2 separate regions of the Mus musculus genome follow, and region 1 is linked to region 2. A link is a contact called in public promoter capture Hi-C data. All regions are on one chromosome and are shown on one strand. Each heading gives the region's core, a stretch centred on a gene start, on an enhancer-like site or on the middle of the called end of the contact. The rest is flanking DNA. Distances are from core to core; before and after follow the strand shown. Region 1 overlaps Lmod1 (leiomodin 1 (smooth muscle)). Region 2 holds the start of Elf3 (E74-like factor 3).

Region 1 (3,246 bases), core at 597-3,096, 86 kb before region 2:
TTCCATGCCAAGAGAACTAGAAGAGCCCACAGAAAATGCCCAGAACAGCATCATTCATAACAGTCTCAAAGTGGTTACCACTCAACTGATGAATGGGCAAACAAATGGAAATGTTAGCCACACAATGGAAAACTATTCAGCCGTGAAAAAGAACAAAGTGCTATTCCAAATTATGGAAGCTTGAAATCACATAATTTAAAGAAATCAGAACCCAAGCACTACAGGAAGGGTCCAGAATAGTAGTAGTAGTAGTAGTAGTAGTAGTAGTAGTAGTAGTAGTAGTAGTAGTAGTTGTTGTTGTTGTTGTTGTTGTGATAATAGTAGTAGTAGTATAAGTGATTGGTGGTAGACAAAGGGCACATGTGTCAGGGTGCACATACAGAGGTCAGAGGAAAACTTGTGAGAGTCAGGGATCAAATTCAGGTCACCAGGCTTGGAGATCTGAGCCATCTTGTCATCGTGCTAAAGGGTTTGGAGGTTATCAAAGAATAGTTTGGAATTCGGTAGTAAAAGTTGTGATTGCACAACTTTTTTAGTATGATTAAACAAAGACAAACCAGTCCATCGAACTGTACCCCTTTGGGGCAGTACTGGAGACTGAACCTAGGACTTACACAAGCGAGGCAAATGCTGTACCACTGGGCTACAGCCCAGCCCTGAACTGCATACTTCAGAAGGGTAAATCTTATAGTATATGAATTATATCTCAATGGAAAGAAAAGACAATTGAAAGCAATCTTGGCCTTAAATGTAAACAAATAATAGAGAAATTACAGCAAGTAAAACCACAACCTTTCTTTTTACCATTTCTTCTTTCCTTCCCTCTGCCCCACTCTTCCTGCCTTCTGCTGTCTTTCCCTCGTTCGTTTCTTTCTATTTGATTTTTTAAGTATCAATAACAGTGATGCTCCTGCCTCAGTGTCCTAGGTGCTGGGATTACAGGCACAAAGCCACCACACTGAATTAATTTCTTTTTTTTTTTTTTTTTTTTTGGTTTTTTTGAGACAGGGTTTCTCTGTATAGTCCTGGCTGTCCTAGAACTCACGTTGTAGACCAGGCTGGCCTCGAACTCAGAAATCTGCCTGCCTCTGCCTCCCGAGTGCTGGGATTAAAGGCGTGCGCCACCACGCCCGGCCTGAATTAATTTCTTATATTGCTTAAACTTTTATTTATTTATTTATCTTTGGTTTTTTAAGACAGGGCTTCTCTGTATAGCCCTGCCTGTCTTGGAACTCACTCTGTAGACCAGGCTGGCTTTGAACTCAGAGATCCATCTGCCTCTGCCTCCCAAGTGATGTGACTAAATTTTTTTTTTATTGTTATTTTTTGGGTTTTTCAAGACAGGGTTTTTGTGTAGCCATGTCTGTCTTAGAACTTCCTTTGTAGACCAGACTGGCCTCAAACTCACAGAGATCAATTTGCCTCAATCTCCTGGGTCCTGGGACTAAAAGCATGTACCACTATTTGTCTTAACAAATCCTTTTTAAGCAAAGGACACACTCTGTTTTTCAATTCCATTTGAGACTACAAGAGAGATAATGATTTCTAATTATCTCTGACTTGTAAAGATGTTTTAAAAATACCATCTTATATTGTACATTCCAAAGGAAATATAATGTGAAATTATACACATATACATGTACACGTGTATATATACATATATAGCTATATTGTAAAATTGATGAGACATGTCTCCTCAGGCTTAGGCATGTGAACATTCAGTCCTCAGCTGGTGTCAGTATCTGGTGCAGTCTTTTGGAAGTGTCACCATTACTAGAGGAGTCCATTACTGGGTGACCTTGGAAAGCTTAAACTCTGACCCTACAGTTCCAGCCCTTGCTTCCTGCTTTCAGTTAAAAATGTGATCTCCCAGCTTCCTGTTTCTGCATATGCGCATACACACACACACACACACACACACACACACACACACACACACACCCGCCCCATGCTGGTCCCTTGTCTCTCCAGAACTGGAAGCCAGATTCTGGCGGGCCACAAACAAGCTCCAGGAGCACACCTGGCTCTGCCTCCTCAGTGCAAGGATTGCAAGTCGTGCAAGCTGGCTCTGCCTGGGTTTTTATGTGGGTCCTGAGGCCTGAACTCAAGTCCTCTCCCTTGTACAGCAAGCCATTACTGAGCGTGTGGCCAATGGTGGCTGTAGGGGACGATTTAAGCCTAGGATGTCTGTCACTTCTCCTGGGACCCATTTTTTTGTTTGTTTGTTTGTTTGTTTGTTTGTTTCTGATGAACTATAAAACTCTAGGCTTGTATGGTGGCTCCAGTGTCCTTAGCAAGAGGCAAGCTGGGAGATCACCGCCTCTTCCAAAGCAAAGTTTGGGGACAAAAAGCTTCAAGAGAGAAAGACAAAGCAGTTTTGAAGAGAGGACTGAAGTTTCATGAGTTAAATCAAATCTATGGTGAGGGAGAAGGGTGGGAAGGGGAGTCAGGACCCCAGGCTCCCCTGGGCCAGCAGAAGAAGGAATCACAACAGAAAGGCCAAAAGTGCTTTTCAGCAGCCATTCTTCTCAACCTGTCAAAGCTCGTGCAGACCCAGTCAGACCTCGGCTCAGAGTGGAGTTTTCAGGGTGTGCACAGGGTCAGGACTCTGAGGCAGCCACCAGGACTCAACAGCACTTAGCCTTAAAGATGCAAATGTGCAAGTGTACTCACTCTCTGCTCTAGCAGAGAAAGAGGTTGGTTGGGTCTGTTTGTTTTCTGTTGAGTTACACACAATCTGAGCCAGCAATATGGCTCAGTGGGTAAAGGGGCTTGTTGCACAAGCCTAATGACCTGGGATAAAGTATCAGAACCTGTATAAAAGTGGACAGAGAGGGCTGGAGAGATGGTTCAGTGGTTAAGAGCACTGTCTGCTCTTCCAAAGGTCCTGAGTTCAAATTCCAGCAACCACATGGTGGCTCACAACCATCCGTGATGAGATCTGACACCTTCTTCTGGGGTGTCTGAAGACAGCTACAGTGTACTTACATATAATCAATAAATAAATCTTTTTTTAAAAAAGTGGACAGAGAGAAACGACTCCACAAAACTGTCTTCTGCACACACACACACACACCATATGCACACACATATACAGTAAAGTATTTGTCTTCTTTTAACTTATACATGATTTGTTTCAAGTTAAGGACAAAAGAGAGAATTCAGACCCTTCTTGGGCACCAGCTATATGACCTCAGGAAGGCTCAGTTTCCTCATCTGTCATACCAGGCACACAGGAGGCTCACA
Region 2 (2,985 bases), core at 82-2,581:
GAGCTATCTCAGCAGCCCCACATTGCTTATTGGATGTTTTTGGATGAGGATAGTTATATTAAAAAGGTTTCTGGTGTTGGTCTGGGTAGTTACCCTTTAACCCATCTCTAGAGCCTGTCTCTTGAGTTTGAGGCCAGCCTGGTATATGTAGCTAGACAAAGTTTCAAAAATGAACAGAATCCTGGGACTAGAACCCATTTGTAGAATGCTTGCATAAGAAGCTCTGGGTTCAATTTCCTGCATCTCCAGAGGGATTTTGTTCTGTAGTTTTAGTTTTTCAAGACAGAGTTTCTCTGTGTAGCCCTGGCTGTCCTGGAACTCACTCTGTAGACAAGGCTGGCCTCGAACTCAGAAATCCTTCTACCTCTACTTCAGGAGTGCTGGGATTAAAGATGTGCGCTGCCCTCCTCCACCCCAATTTGTTTTTGTTTTTTAAGGGCCCCGGTAAACAGTAAATTAACATGTGCATCCTGTTTGTCTTTGTAATGACTCAAATGTTGGGCTTCTGACCACTAGAGGGCAGCAGGCAGATACTAATGGAGTGGGCGGAGAGAAGGGTAATCAGGAGCAGACCAGACTCGCGGATAAACCAAACAGCACCGCCAGCCGACCCTAGGCGAGGAGAGCGCCACAGGCACCAAGGGAAGACTTGAAGTAGTGTCTGATCTCTACCGCTTCAGCAACCATCGCGTTTGGGTGGGCTCCAGACAGGCAAAGTGCCAGCAAATGGTCTCTGTAGCTGACTAGACAGACTATCAGACCCAAACCACCACTGGACCGTGAATGTTGCCCAGTGTGTTGCCTAGCCGCTTTCAGAATCCCAGCTTCTGGGTGTTGTGGAGGAAACCCCTTAGCCTCGGTAACTTTCACCAGGCCCTTCTTGTCTCTAGACCTCTAGACAGTTGGAAGCATCAGTCTTGACCCAGCCACCGGTTCAGATTCCTTGCCTTGCTTTCTCCTCCCCAGTTCAGCCCTGGCCAGGCCCCCAGGAAGAATTTCCAGGGCCAGAGGGCAGCCTAAGGCACAGATGCCCACCCCTGCAATGTTCCCGCCACCTGCCCAGTTCAGTACCCAGGGCCCAACCCCAGAGGGTGCGGAATGACAGATTCTGACAATCATTAAACCAGCCAGGCCTGATTTCCCAGCACCGCCTGCTAGGATCTGGGCCAAGTGGCACGGAATATGCAAATCACCTGGGACAGGGAGCCCAGTCTGAAGGCCAGGAAATCCCCAGCATCCAATGAGCCACCAGCTCAGGTTACAACCGGGGACGTACGCCGAAGACCTGGAGGGGAGGAGCTCCTGCTTTGCTCTATTTAGAGCGGGTGGGGGCAGCGCCCTGGCCACACTCATCACTGCTACCTGCGGAGCCTTCGACCGCTTAGATTTCTTCCCTTCCTGTGGCCTCAGAAGCCTGCTCACCCGCCTGCCACACCGAACCCTGACACACCTCGGTACGGTCACATTCCCTAACTCTGGCTTCAGGAACCGTCCAGTGGATTTACAGTTCTGAACTTAATCACTCAGGCTTGGAGGTTCCTAGCTGGAGTGTTGGGGCTACTGTGGGTGTATTCTGGGACTGGTCAGAGACCAGATCGGTGTCTTGGAGGGACAGGGTGGCTTCTTTGGTTCAGGAGCCCACGTGATTTGTGGAGAGAGCCCCAGAAGAATTTGTATCATGGTCCCACCCGCTTTGAGATTATTTTTATTTTTCGGAGCCGAATTTCCCAGTTTGGCGCCAGCTGGCCTGACCCTTCTAGGCTCAAGAGAGCATCCAACCTCAGCTTCCCCAAGTAGCTGGCTCTTGGTGGTGATGGTGGTGGTGGTGGTGGTGGTGGTGGTGGTGGTGGTGGTGTGTGTGTGTTTGTGTGTGTGTGGTGGAGGGGGGGGGTGTTGAAGAGAGAATGTCTACAGCAACACTGAACTTCCTGCCTCTCGGCTGTTGCTGCCCAGGCTTTGCCAGACAGAAATGGAAGTGTACCCTGACCTGTACCCTCCCCACCTTGTCTCCTCTTCCCAGGGGCCCTCATGGCTGCCACCTGTGAGATCAGCAACGTTTTTAGTAACTACTTCAACGCCATGTACAGCTCAGAAGACCCCACCCTGGCTCCTGCTCCTCCGACTACCTTTGGCACTGAAGACTTGGTGTTGACCCTGAACAACCAACAGATGACACTGGAAGGTCCAGGTGAGTGCTGTGTAAAATCTTTACAGACAGGACACCAATGATCTGAGAGGCTCTTAGATGATAAATGGACAGGGAGGAAGGGTATCCTGGAGTTAGTGGCTGGGGAGGATTTATTCATTCATATGTTTGTGTAGTACTGGGGAAAGAACCCAAACAAGACCTTATTTATGCTAGACTGTGTTCCTAGTCCCGAGAAGACTGTAGTGGCTGAGGTGGTGGGAATATAAGAACTGTGGTGACAGATTAAGGGAGGATGAACTTGAGAACTAGCCATGTTGTGATTGTGGATATGTATCTGTCCCTCTCCGCCCCTCCTCGGGTTGTGTAGGACCTCAGACAAGATCCCAAAGGGACAGGACTGATCCTCTGGCTGTACTCCACCTTGCAGAGAAGGCAAGCTGGACTAGCGAGCGGCCCCAGTTCTGGTCGAAGACCCAGGTTCTGGAGTGGATCAGCTACCAAGTGGAGAAGAACAAGTATGACGCCAGCTCCATCGACTTCTCCCGCTGCGACATGGACGGAGCCACCCTCTGCAGCTGTGCGCTGGAGGAGCTGCGGCTAGTCTTTGGACCTCTGGGAGACCAGCTCCATGCCCAGCTTCGGGACCTCAGTAAGTCTAGGCTGGGAGCCACAGGGCCTAGAGAGTGAGCGAGGTGGCTGGGACTTGGGCAGGAGGGTGCAGCCATCGAGCCCCTGCCGGAACCATGGTCAGTGACGCTCTCCCTCCCTGCCTCCGCCAGCCTCCAACTCTTCTGATGAACTCAGCTGGATCATCGAGCTGCTGGAGAAGGATGGCA

Evidence for each region. Promoter capture Hi-C pulls out the DNA fragments that hold promoters and counts their contacts.
Region 1: a contact with region 2 is called in a promoter capture Hi-C map of the HPC-7 cell line, with 2.4 times the contacts expected there. The contact joins the enhancer-like site here to the promoter of Elf3 in region 2. A contact is called at or near these places in 14 of 39 promoter capture datasets (the C10 cell line, the HPC-7 cell line, cranial neural crest and 10 more), 13 of 484 Hi-C or Micro-C datasets (the G1E-ER4 cell line, the HPC-7 cell line, bone marrow-derived macrophages and 3 more), 8 of 115 datasets of contacts at active chromatin or transcription factors (cardiomyocytes, embryonic stem cells, epiblast stem cells and 1 more) and 4 of 9 other capture datasets (adipose tissue, embryonic stem cells, liver and 1 more).

The regions. Positions count from the first base shown.
Region 1 is chr1:135,342,876-135,346,121 of GRCm38.p6, reverse strand. All of the region lies in intron 1 of Lmod1 (leiomodin 1 (smooth muscle)), which reads right to left. Among named protein-coding and RNA genes, the nearest start is that of Lmod1, 20 kb to the right of the region's middle. Within about 2 kb of position 1,846, at least 1 of the 459 cell types and tissues checked has an H3K27ac peak or open chromatin away from gene starts, as enhancers often do. A contact at or near this core is called in the HPC-7 cell line, where this site is marked.
Region 2 is chr1:135,256,818-135,259,802 of GRCm38.p6, reverse strand. It overlaps Elf3 (E74-like factor 3), which reads left to right and starts at 1,331. Exons shown (of 9, transcript NM_007921.3): 1 at 1,331-1,454; 2 at 2,021-2,188; 3 at 2,577-2,798; 4 at 2,929-2,985. The coding sequence starts at 2,029.